Linked DNA regions of Mus musculus: region 2 is linked to region 1. Evidence: chromatin contacts called from public Micro-C data. All regions are on one chromosome and are shown on one strand. The core of a region is the stretch at or near the end of the contact, and the rest is flanking DNA. Distances in the headings are between cores, read along the strand shown.

Region 1 (6,271 bases), core at 1,106-3,605:
GGCTAAGCTAATAAGGCTTTTTACTCAAACATGTAGTACCTGTAACAGAAACTCACCACTAGATGGCACCATCACTAGCTGAACTGGCAAAGGTTCTCGGTTATGACGCCTTGGATAAGCTGGAGTGGGGTATGGATGGGAGTTGCACCAAATAGCATCTGACTTTAAACCTGGATGTGAGTGTAGCTATCTACCTTCTTAGAACCTGTGCACTTCTGAAAGCTGTAAAGTCGGAACATTTATAGTTAGTGAGTGCAGGTTTGGCCAGTATGAGCAGCAGTCTAGGCAGGGATTCCATGGTGTAGCATCCAGATTTCCAGTATGTAGCATCATAGCAGGTCATATTCAGGGTTTGGCACAGAGCATTTAACTGCTTTACCAATTAGGGTCAACACACAGAACACAGCGGTTGATAGAATCACATTGTAGCTTCTAACCTATAAATGTCAGGGTGGCACTGCGGTCCTTTGTGGTCTTTGTCCACTGCTTAGTCTTGGCCTCTGGTGTGCTCATCTTTTAAGATCCTCTCTCCATTTCAACTGTACACAGCACAGAGAGCATGCTCCTCCCCAACTTTACTGCTTTAACAGCAATCTGTGCAGTGTTCCTGTAACAACGTTAAAGACTCCTGGGGCCTCGAGAGAGCTCAGCGGTAGGAGTGTGACTGCTCCTGCAGAGGACACCCAGGCTGCTCCCCAGAACTCCTATCAGCAGTTCACAGCTGCCTGTGACTCCGCACAGACACACATAAGACAGATAAGGAGCATTCCTGGAGGTGAATATTGTGAAATCTCAGTCCTGGAGCAAAGGCAGGCGGCAGATTTCAGAATCTAGAGCCAGCATGATCTACATAGCAAGTTCTTGGCCAGCCAGAGCTACACTGACCCCATCTTGAAACAAGAAGTCCCTTGATGATTAAACTTAAGTTTTCTTTAGTTCAAAGCTGGATTAGCCTAAGCCAAAGCAGTTTCAGACTCAGGAGACTAACTGCTGGTTTAGTGGATACCTAAGAATGTCAGTACAGAGAGCCTGAGATCACTTGGAGACCCAGGAAGGGAAATGCAGCTAGATGAATCCAGTAAGAATTTCCAAGGAAAGGGAGAGCAGAGGTCAGGAAACGTGGTGGTGGTGCAGGCAGCAGTGTACAGCCCTGAGCTCACGGCTAGATCCTGACCAATTCATTAAGCTTACGTGGGAACAGGCCAATTCTAAGAGGGGGAGCTGCCTACATCTTGGTGGCAGTCATACTCCATCTCATTGTAATGACTATTATAACAAAGCACACCAAGAGACATCAAAGGGGAAACTAGAATACTTCAGTATGGCTGCACCTAGAAGCTTGTCACAAGGGGCTTTATTTTCAGAAGTGGAGACAGCATTTGCATCGCATGCGCCTATTCTAAGCATCCTAGTCTGAGAGACCTCACGGAACCACTTCCTCCCGCACAGCTCACTAACCCCTCCGCAACACGCTACTCGCCTGCCAGCCACTCCATACTTAGGGAATCAACATCCTTTTGAGACCGGGTCTCATGGAACCCAGGCTGGCTTCTAACTCACTCTGTAGCCAGGGTCTTATGCGGATATGTAGGTCAGTGTTTATGAAGTAGGCTGCTAAAAAGTCAGCAGGCCTCCCGACTTGTTTTAAACAGAACACAGCAAAAAGGATGAGTTGCCTGGGCCTGTAAATAGGCAGTGAGACACTGCCTCATGTGTTCTCTAGCACTGCCTTACCGTGTACACAATGGTTAGTAGGTGCCCTGTGCAGAAGCGTCTGTGGTAAGGAGCTGAAACCTTAGTGTATGAGCCGCCATGTGAAAAGGCAGGAAGCCGGTCCTTCCCAGGCAGGCAGGCCGCAACTGCTTGCAGCTCTATGAGAGGCCCTGGCCCAGGAAACTAGGACAAAGCTGCTGTCAGCTGCTAGTTTTAGGGAAACTGTACGGCAGTTAGCTGATGCCAGTGCTGGAGAGGCCTCATTGACACACAACTCTGGTCTCTCCCTCACATCTTCATCTTCAGCCTGTGTACTCTCCAATCAGGAAAGCCATACTTGTTTCATCTGTCCAGACAACCTGGATTAGCAAATGTCTCAGACATCTGGAATATGGAACTACTACAGAGGAAGACTGAAGTTACCCTCTAGTGTCTATAAGGCATGTGCACATCTACATGTATATATACAATGAACACAAGCAAGTATCACACCACATGTAACATGCAAAGGAAAAATCATGTTTAGCTACTTGGGAGGCTGATGCAGGATTCCCAAGTCCAAGGCCGGCCTGGCAGTACAGTGAGATGTCTACTCTCCAAGCAAACAAGGAAACAAGCATTGAAACCAGGGAACTCTCAGGAGTGAACCTTTGACACAGAAAGCTGAGAAGTGGAGCCAAATGTGACTCACATCTGTAACCCAAGAACTAGGGCTAGGACAAGAGGAGCATGGGGCTTGAGGCCAGCCTGGGCTACAGTGTGGTATTTTGTATCTAAAACTCCTCTTGTAACCATTATGTTTTATACCTTCCTTCAGGTGGTCAAGGCTGTCAGGTTCTTATCTCTAGTCCAGCTTGGTCTTGAGAGCAACTGTCCTGTCTGTCTCCTGAGAAAGAGAGACTGGAAAGTGACAGCAGAGAGGACACGAGGAACTGGTAATCCAAAGAGTATTTCTCCAAATGCTGAAAATTTCAGCTATACTAATTGTAGCAGAAACCCTGCCCAAGTGTAGCCCTGGCTGTCCTGGAACTCTGGCCTGCTTCTGCCTTCAGAGTGTTGGAAATATAGGCATGCACCATACCTTAACTCTTCGCGTGATGCTAAGGAACTGGCAGGTCTTGTCATAAAGCTCTTCCAGGTTTGCTCTGTCCCAGTAGAAGTCAGGGGTGATCAAGAAATCTGAGCTCAGGTTTATTCGGTGCCTAAATAAAAAAAGGACAGCTTAGCTTATTTATGGTGAATTAAATATCAGCTACTATTTAGCCCATATTTTCATAGTGTCATGTGAGCACTCTTAAAAGTAACTTCAAAAAATATGGGGGAAGTACCTGTGTACCCTAAAACAACACCAGGATGAAATAAGGTAACACAATAAGCCTCACTTTTCTTACCTGCAGCTCTCCTATCTCACTCATTGACCACCTTTAAGGTCCCTCTATATCCTTTCAGTCGTTACGCAACCACAAGACAGGCAAAAATACACTAGGTCCCTTTCTGCTAGCTTTGTAGGTTAGCCTGGCCTGGAACTTACTATGTAGCTCAGGCTAGCTTGGCATTGGCAGCTTCAGTCTCTAGTGTATTAAGAACATTAAGGTTTGTGTGTGCTACCGCACTGGCTGACTTAATTTTTACCTATCCTTTTGTGTCAGATGTCTGAGCTTACTTTAAAATTGATGCTGCACAGCACACTTGCTGGTTTTGTGTGTCAACTTGACACAAGCTAAAGAGAGGAAAGAGCCTCGGTTGAGAAAATGCCCATGAGATCCAGCTGGAAGGCATTTTCTCAACTAGTGATCAAGCAGCGTGGGTCTAGCCCATGGTGGGTGATGCCATTCCTGGACTGGTGTCCTGAGTTCTATAAGAAAGCAGGCTGAACAACCCAGGGGAAGCAAGCCAGTAAGCAGCACCCTCCACAGCCTCTGCATCAGCTCCTGCCTCCAGGTTCCAGCCCTGCTTGAGTTCCTGTCCCGACTTCCTCCAACGATGAACTAAATGATATGGAAGTGTAAGCCGAATAAACCCTTTTCTCTCCAACTTGCTTTTGGATCATGGTGTTTTGTAGTAACAATGGAAACCCTAACTAAGACACATAGTAAAATAAATACAAGTAGCTGTTCATTCTTTAAAAAATATGTTGGATACAGTGGTGAGTCTGTTTAACCTACCAAACAGTTCCAAACTCTCTAAGGATGGCTTCTCCATGTACAGATTTGTATATATGTTTATGTTAAGAGAAATAAAAATATTTTTGCTATGCAAATGGAATAATGCCATATAATAATTTGCAACTTTATTTTTTGTTTTGTTTTGTTTTTTTTTTTGTATTTTGAGACTGTAACCTTGGCTGACCTGGAACTTACTGCAGCATATACAGGCTGGCCTTTGCTTCCTCCCACCACATGCACCACTGTATCTGGTAATTTTTAACTTTTTTAAGACAAGGTCTCAGCCAGGCATACTGGTGCATGCCTATAATTCCAGTACTTGGAAGGCAGAGACTGGAAGATTTCTGAGCTCAAGGATAGCCTTGTCTACAAGGCTGATTGAGAAGAAAGAGTGTGTCTCTTATAATCTACCCTGGTCTCAAACTTTCTTACTAGCTTGAGAATCATCTTGAACTTCTGATCATGCAGTGCTGGGGATCCAAGCCAGGACTCTGTGCATGCTAGGACTGTGCATGCTAGGACTGTGCATGCCAGACAGACTTGCTACCAACTGAGCTGCACTGCAGGACCGAGACCTAACTTTTTACCTAAGAGAGTTAGCTTTGTTTCTTTTCACAGATCATTACATCTCTTTTTAAAAAGGGGTTTATTTTTATTTATGTGTGTGTAGATCTATGTGTCTGTGCAGATGTGTGCGTGTGTGTTGTGCGTGCATGTACACATGTCCTTAGAGGCCAGAAGAAGGTGTCAGATTTAGAGTTGGAGGTACAGGTGGTTGGGAGCTGATGTATTGGTAACCAGACTCACGTCCTCTGGGAGAGCAACAAGACTCTTAATTGCTTTCTAGTCCTATTCTTTCTCTTTTAAAAAAGAATTATTAATGTGTTCGTGTATGGTGTGTGTGTTTGGTGTATGTGTGTGTGTGGATGGTGTGTGTGCGGATGGTGTGTGTGTGTGGATGTGTGCGTGGGATGGAAACATGTAGAGATTAGAGGACAGCTTTGTGGATTGCCTCTGTGTTTCCAAGCTTTTCCTTGGGTTCCTGAAATCAAACTCTGGTTGTCAACTTTGCTGGCAAGCGCCTTACTAATGAGCCACCTGCTGGCCTGTCACACTCTGTAATAATACATAAGAACTTTCACTGTAAAGATTTAAAAAACGGGGTAAGGAAAGTCAGGCTTTGTAGAAACTATTCAATTTGAGAATTAAATCTATTTAGACCTAACTTTTGAGTTTGGGAATTATACTTTGCTTATAGATTATGCTTGTATTAGAGAACAGGGGAACACAATCTCTCCTACGTCTCACATACACAAAGTCTGTGTGGCTCTACTGTTGGATGTTCTTGATGAATGCCCTATGGTAAGAAGCACAGATGCTGAAATGCTGGGCCTCCTGTGGTGGGCATGTCGGATGACAGTTCTCAGGAAAACATCTACAAGGAGCTTTGAGCACTTCACTCAGAAGGAACTGGATGACACTGTCCAGGGAGACCTCCGCAACCAGGATGCATCCCTCCAAAGACAGGAACGCAGCACAGTTGAGTGACAAGCTCGTCTCAGCTGCCTACTGTGCAGCGTCAGCCTCAGTAAAGAAGGGTAAAGCTTCCTGCAGCCATTGTCCTGCTTTCTTGGGGGTCTTGTGCTGAGTGACAGGCTTAATGTAGATGAGTTCTGCTCTTGTGAACCCATCAGATTTCCCGACAGTCCTAACAGAGCCTGGCTGCTCCTCATGGGGGTGGGGGCTCGGGGGGTAGAGAATGGTTTTCCTGCTTATTTCCTTTTGTCTTAAAGGAAATCCTTCATTTACAAGAGAACAATTTACCTGAGGGCAAAGAGCTCACCCATTTTCTGCATAACTTCTTTATGAGACAGTTTGACTTTCTTCCCAGCTTTTAATGCCTGTTTGGGAATAAAACAAAACAAAAACCCAAAAACACATACACAATGGTCCTTTGTGGGTCCCATGAGCTGCAGTCAGAGAGTATTAAAACCTGCACCCCTTCCAGCAGGCACAGTTCCCGTTATTCTACAAACATCACAGCAAACACTGACTTTTTTTTTCTTTTTTCATTTTTTGGTTTTTCGAGACGGGGTTTCTCTGTGTAGCCCTGGCTGTCCTGGAACTCACTTTGTAGACCAGGCTGGCCTCGAACTCAGAAATCCGCCTGCCTCTGCCTCCTGAGTGCTGGGATTAAAGGCGTGCGCCACCACGCCCGGCGACTTATTTTTATCTGAGTATTTGCTTGCATGTATATCTGTGCGTCACATGAGTGCTTAGTTCCAGTGAACACCAGAATCGGGTACTGGGTACCCTGGAACCGGGGTGACAAGCAGGTGTGAGTCCCCATCTGGGTGCTGGGAACCCAGGTTACCTGCAAGAGCAGCAAGTGC
Region 2 (6,271 bases), core at 1,709-4,208, 150 kb after region 1:
GGAAGAGGCAGGAGGCAGGAGGCAGGAGGAGGCAGGAGGAGGCAGGAGGAGGCAGGAGGAGGCAGGAGGGGGCAGGAGGTGGCAGGAGGGGGCAGGAGGAGGCAGGAGGAGGCAGGAGGGGGCAGGAGGGGGCAGGAGGGGGCAGGAGGAGGCAGGAGGGGGCAGGAGGTGGCAGGAGGTGGCAGGAGGGGGCAGGAGGGGGCAGGAGGGGGCAGGAGGGGGCAGGAGGAGGCAGGAGGGGGCAGGAGGAGGCAGGAGGTAGATTATGCATTTGAAGACATCCCAGGCTCCATAGTGGGAGTCTGTTGGCAAAGCAATTGAAGCAAAAGCAAAAAAAAAAAAAAAAAAAAAAAAAAAAGACCTATTTTTAATCTCACCTGCAAACACCCTCCAGGAAACATCTAGAACACTATTTTCTCAAATGTGGGACATTTGTGGCCCAGCCAAGTTGACTATATTTCCTTTTGATGGGTGAATAATAATCCATTACTTGGATGTACCACCTCCTGTTTGTCCATCTAGTATTTAATAGATGTTTGAGTTGTTTCTTGTTTGGAGCCTCTATAAATATTTGTGTTCCAGCTTTCATGTACATTTCCATGTCTGTTGAAAACTAAGGCTGAAGTCGTTGGCTCCAGGTTGTCTGAATATCTCTTTGTAAGACCTATGTATTAAGGTTTCCCTTGAGTTCTAGACCAAGAAAAAACAAATTGAAAGTTATGTTGGCATGCAGATCTAAGTATTATGGAAGTATTTTTGAAAGACAAAGCTATTTTTTTTGCATAGATCATCCTTCTTGTGTTAAATTTAGAATAATTTATGACGCTGATAACTTAGGACACTTAAGACTACGTAGCCTTCTTAATCACATTACGTTTTTGCCATTGTGAAACCAGAACCAATTTAGAGATCAAAGGATGAAGACTCAAACTAAAACAGTTAATGATATTAACACTGGTTATGCTGTGTCACCAAAATCACCACTAACAAGAATGTGTGGTGGCTGATTTTGAGTGTGTCCTGAAGGAAGAAGTTTGGTCCACCACATGTTTTATCTTCTTAGTGTAAAACCCCTTTGCACATGGTGACGTAGTTTGGCCTTCAGGCTGTGTGAATGTGTGATTTATGCATTACCCCCCCCCCCCCCCATTCTTTTCTCATTAACCCGGAATCAGTAAAGCAATTACTGCTAGGCAGAGCATCACCTTGTAAATGACTGCAGGCACTGAAATCTTGTGGCAGAATTCTAGGCGATGTAGAAGAGGTTTGTGTAACCTCTCCATGGCCAGATGACTTACCGTCTGCCCCCAGTTTCCACAGAATACACAGAAACATCCCACAATGTCAGAGGCTCAGACAGGAAGAATGTTAATTTATTTTTTCACTGAAGAGTCAAGGGCTGGGGCGGTAACTTAATGGCAGTATGCTTGCCTTGCCTGTGTGGGCCTCAGGTAAAATCCTCAGCACTGTGTGTGTGTGTGTGCGCGCGCGCGCGCGAGGGATGGATGTGACACATTTACAAGGACCCTTAATGGTCATCAGAAGCCCAGCTTATTCCGATTTCAACTTGAGCATCCTACCCAATGCTTCCATCCTCTCTCATCCTCAGAAATATCTCCTAGCCCCACACACTTATTAGGGCTCCAGCTTCCTTCTAGGTGCCAGCCAGGAGGAAGGGCTTGAAAAACAACCTGTTGGCTATTTTTTGGAGTGATATAACAGTTCTCTGTCTTCATTGGCAGGGACTTAGTCTCTTGACTTTGTTTAAAAGAGGTCAGCCCATAGAATAAGTCTTAATTCTGGCCGGTGAGAAAGAGAGGAAGATTAACTATCTAGTGGAGAGTTTTAACTGTCAGCCTGTAGCATGTGGCCTAACCCTGGTAGGAGCTGTGGCTCCAAATCGGTTCCAAACCCCATGGGAGAGCCAGTGGTGTCTTCTTTGTGGTCTCCCAAGAAAGCATCAGAACAGACAATAACTGCCAGCCGCAGCAAAGCTTTCCTCTCTGACTTTTCCCGTACATCCATTGCCCAGAAGCTCCCCCCCCTCAAGTTCTTCCCCATGGAGCAAGCTCCAAGCCAGCTACTGCTGCCCTTCACTCCCCTTCCATGGAGTCAATGCTTCTAAATTCCCCCCCAGGCCGCCTGGACTGCTTTTCTCACTGCAAAGGGGCAGGGCCTGCAAAGGCAGAGTGCTTGCTTTTTGGGGCGAGGGTAACTGTGCTACCAGCTCCCAGAATGTGTGCTACGAGGGACAAAGAGGGAGGAGAGACTGCAGAGTGGGACACCTCCCCCACAGAGCTACGTCTGCGTGGACACAGCATCTCTTTTGGCCAGTAAGACACTAGAACAGTGGTTCTCAACTTGTGGGTCGTGACCCCCGGCCAGGGCATGAACAGATATTTACATTGCAATTCATAAGGGTAGCAAGGTTACCATTTTGAAGTAGCAAAGAAAGTAATTTTATAGTTGTAGGGGTCACCACATGAGGAACAGAGGGGTCACAGTGTTCAGAAGGTAGAGAACCACTGCCTTAGAACGTTGCTGCCCCCACTTCATACAGAGGCCCCTGCTTGACAGCTGTGAGGGGTTTTTCGTACACTGTCTTTGACAACTGCATCTGGAGACTTAGACCCTACAGTCAGCCAACACTTAAGAGTTCAGCTTTAATCACCTTTCTGTCTGGGCTTTTGACTCTTCTGTGTAAGAAAGACTTGCCCACTAGATTGCATAGTCGTTCCCTGGGAAACAGCTAGCATACAGTGTTTACCATGAATGGTACCCTGGGAACCTTCCCTGTCCTGGCTAGCCTCCCGATGGCACATTAATCTTGTTTATGGCCAGTTCTGGCCTGCTGGAGGAAAATTAAAGGCCAATTGCTTACTCGCTGAACTCTGAGCTGGTCTGAGAAGTTCCCTCAGGAGGATAAAGAAACCAACTCACTCCCACCCCACTCGAAGGAATCTGCTCTTGGCTTGATGGCTTGACTTTAGAGTCTCCGTCATTCCTGCTGGCTTCCAGCTCTGTCCTGGTGGTTTGACTTGCCGCTCCCTTCCTTGCCCCTGTCCCTTGACAAGAATCCAAGCAGTCCTCTGAGTAGGAGACCAGAGACGTCCTGAGTGAGTGTGTGCAGTTGACATGAACACAGGCATCTCAAGGCACTCATGTCTCAGCCCATGGCTGTGGTAAAGCCTTCCCTAGTGAGAGGCTCAGAGAGTTGGCAAAGCCTTTCTGTGGTCAGACTGGACAGTACAGAGAATATCCCCATTAGATTTCTCCCCCTGGATGTTGTTTACTGCCTGAAGACTGCTCCCTTACAGAGCTTGCTCCTACTGAGATTTGGTACATCTGCCTCCTTATTCATTGGTATATAATAACTCTGCCTCTTTGTTTATCTGTAGGTAGTAGTCCAGCCCCCATGTTCAGCTCATGTTCAGCTCATGCAGACCTGCGCCTTCCTCATTTTGAGTACCTGCTTCACCATTTTGTTCACCCCTTTCTCTGTGCTGCCCTCATCCCAGGGTCTGGCATTTTATTTTCTGTATATTTCCAGAGCTGTAGAAGGTGTTCTTTTGACTTCTAGACTGTAAGCTCACAGCTGCTGTCAGAGTCCCAAGACAGTTCGTGTCACCCCAGAGAACTAACTGGCTCAGTGGTTACGAGGTCAAGCATGCTTGCTATTGCTGTTGGCCTCTGTCTAGAAAAATGTCTTAGTCTTCAAGTATATGCCACAAGCTGGGTGGCTTATAAACAACAGAGTTCCCAGAGTTCTAGAGCCTGGGAAGTCCAAGGGAAAGTTGCCAGCAGATTTGATGTCTGCTCAGTCTTGCTTCCTGGTTCACACAAGACCTTAGCTGTGTCCTCATACGGTGTAAGGGGGCAAGACAGGTCTATCTGGTCTATCAGGGCATACAATGCTTGGTTCCTGTTTGTTATACAAGCATCTTAGTTGCTGTTCTTTTTTTGTGAAGAAATACCATTACCAAGTCAATTCTTAAAAAAAAAAAATGAAGCATTTAATTGGTAATTGGGGCTTGCTTACAGTTCCAGAGACTTAATCCATTATCATCATGGGTGGGGTGGATGGTAAAAGGTGTTAGAGAAGTTTCTGAGACCTTTACAGTTTGAGCCTTGGGAGGGGGTGGTGAGGGAGAGAGAGAGGGAGGGAGAGAGAGAGAGAGAGAGAGAGAGAGAGAGAGAGAGAGAGAGAGAGAGAGAGAGAGAGAGAGAGAGAGCCTGGCTTGGACTTTTGAAACCTTAAAGCCTGCTCCCAGTGACACACTTCCTCCAACAAGGCCACACGTCCTGATTCTCCTGATCCCATCAAAGCATCCACTCCCTGGTGACCAACCGTTTAAACATATGAGCCCATGGGGGCCACTGTTGTTCAAACCACCCCAGGTATCTATTCCTGTTGAAACACAACCTGTTCACTTCTTAAGGAGCCCACTCCTTCACAGTATCTCCTTGGAGGTTAAGATGTAAGACTTTTGAGGAGTGTCCCTCCTCATCCTTGCCAGCATGTGCTGTCACGGAACGCCTGATGTAAGCAAACTGATGGAGGAGAAGTCTTTGGCTCACAGTTTCAGAGTTGTTTATAGTTTATAGTTGTTTATAGCTACTTGGTTCTGTGAATGTCTGTAGAGCACTGTGGTGGTAGAGGAAGGTGGATATGGAGCGGACTGTGAAGAGGGTACTGAGCAAGATGTATAGCTTTGAAAAGCGCACCCTTCAGTCACCGATTTCCTGTATCATGTAAAGTCTTCTGGAACCTTCCAAATGAGTGCCACCATTTCAGAATATGCATTTCTGTGTTTTTTTTAAGTATATTTACAGACTTATTGAACAGTATCTAATTTCAAAATATTTTTAGCATACCCAAAGAAACTCTGTACCCATAAATTATAACTCCCCATTCCTCCTTCCCACTAGCCTCAGACCTTTTCTCTGTCTCTTTCATAAGAAGATAATCATGTGGTTTTTGGCAACCGGCTTCATTCTCTTGTCATGGCATTTTTTAGGGTTCGTTGTGTGCTCTATAAGCACTTCATTGTTTGGCTATACTATATTTTCCCATCCATCCACTGATGGATGTTTGGGTGGTCACCACTTGTGATTATGAGTAATGAACTTTTTGTGTGGGCATATGCTTTTCCTTCTCTCTGGCTTACAGCTATGGGGGGGGGATTGATAGATGGTTCATGTATTTAGCATTTTCAAAGCTGTATTTTATATTAGTGCACCATTTTATATTCCATCCAGCAGTATGTGAGGGTTCTAACTCCCCCAACTCCCTGAGAAGGTTTATAATTGTCCTTTTTATTTTTTTAAAATGTAAACATCTCAGTGTCTATTGTCTTATAGCTTGTTTGTATTTATTTGTTTGGATTTTTTGAGGTAATCTCTTATGTAGTCCAGACTGATCTGGACTCACTGTGTGGGCAAGGCTGGCCCTGAACATCCCATCTTAATGCCTCTGTTTCTCAAGTGCTGGGACTAAAAGCACCACCATCCTAATTTTATATCTGTTGCTGTGATAAGGTAGCTCAACCTGAAGCAACTTAGAAGATGAGGGTTAATTTTAGCTTACAGTTCCAGGTTACAGCCCATCATTGCAAAGATGTCACAGCGGCAGGTATTTAAAGCATCCAGTCTGTCACCTCCACGGTCAAGAGCAAAGAGAAGCGAATGTGTGCACACTTGCATGCTTGCTTGCTTGCTTGCTTGCACTCAGCTTGGTGTCTCCCTTCTCCTATACCTAGGATACTTTGCTTAGCTAAAGGCACTGCCCTTCCTGGGCTGGGTCTTCCCACCTCAATTAAAGGCAATCAAGACATTCCTGAACAGATATCCCCACAGGGCAATTGGCTCTAGATAATTCCTCAGTGAAGCATCAGTCAACAGACTAGCTACAACAGCCAGCATGCCTGTTTATTTAGTCTTAATAGTCCTTTACAAATCTTTGCGGTTACAAAACTATTTCAAATTTCTTAATGTTTCAGTGAAAGAGCATATTACAAAACCCAATGCAGTAGCTGTTACTAGGTGTCCACTTCAGCAGCACTGAGTGCATCCAGAGGGCTGTAAGAATATCACCACCACCCATTTCTAGCCCTTGCCATCACCACAAACTGAAAAGCTGTTTCTATTGCACAACCACTCTCGACTTGTCCTTTCCCCAGCCCTGGGAAAGCCTATTGCCTTTATCTGAGTTAGCCTGTTCCATGTATCTCATAGGTGAAATGTTTATCACAGTTTCCATTGTGCCTGGCTT

The links. A called contact is a pair of places that touch in the nucleus more often than the background predicts.
Region 2: a contact with region 1 is called in a Micro-C map of brown adipocytes, with 1.8 times the contacts expected there. The contact joins two enhancer-like sites. A contact is called at or near these places in 2 of 39 promoter capture datasets (embryonic stem cells and stem cell-derived epiblast-like cells), 5 of 15 datasets of contacts at CTCF or cohesin (embryonic stem cells, large pre-B cells and pro-B cells), 33 of 484 Hi-C or Micro-C datasets (the 3T3-L1 cell line, CD8 T cells, the CH12 cell line and 8 more), 4 of 115 datasets of contacts at active chromatin or transcription factors (embryonic stem cells and fibro-adipogenic progenitors) and 3 of 9 other capture datasets (adipose tissue, embryonic stem cells and liver).

The regions. Positions count from the first base shown.
Region 1 is chr10:4,405,011-4,411,281 of GRCm38.p6, forward strand. It overlaps Rmnd1 (required for meiotic nuclear division 1 homolog), which reads right to left. Exons shown (of 13, transcript NM_025343.6): 10 at 5,703-5,779; 11 at 2,795-2,915. Among named protein-coding and RNA genes, the nearest start is that of Zbtb2, 20 kb to the left of the region's middle. Within about 2 kb of position 2,356, at least 33 of the 459 cell types and tissues checked have an H3K27ac peak or open chromatin away from gene starts, as enhancers often do. A contact at or near this core is called in adipose tissue and brown adipocytes, where this site is marked.
Region 2 is chr10:4,551,068-4,557,338 of GRCm38.p6, forward strand. All of the region lies in intron 9 of Ccdc170 (coiled-coil domain containing 170), which reads left to right. Among named protein-coding and RNA genes, the nearest start is that of Gm22739, 70 kb to the left of the region's middle. Within about 2 kb of position 2,959, at least 40 of the 459 cell types and tissues checked have an H3K27ac peak or open chromatin away from gene starts, as enhancers often do. A contact at or near this core is called in adipose tissue and brown adipocytes, where this site is marked.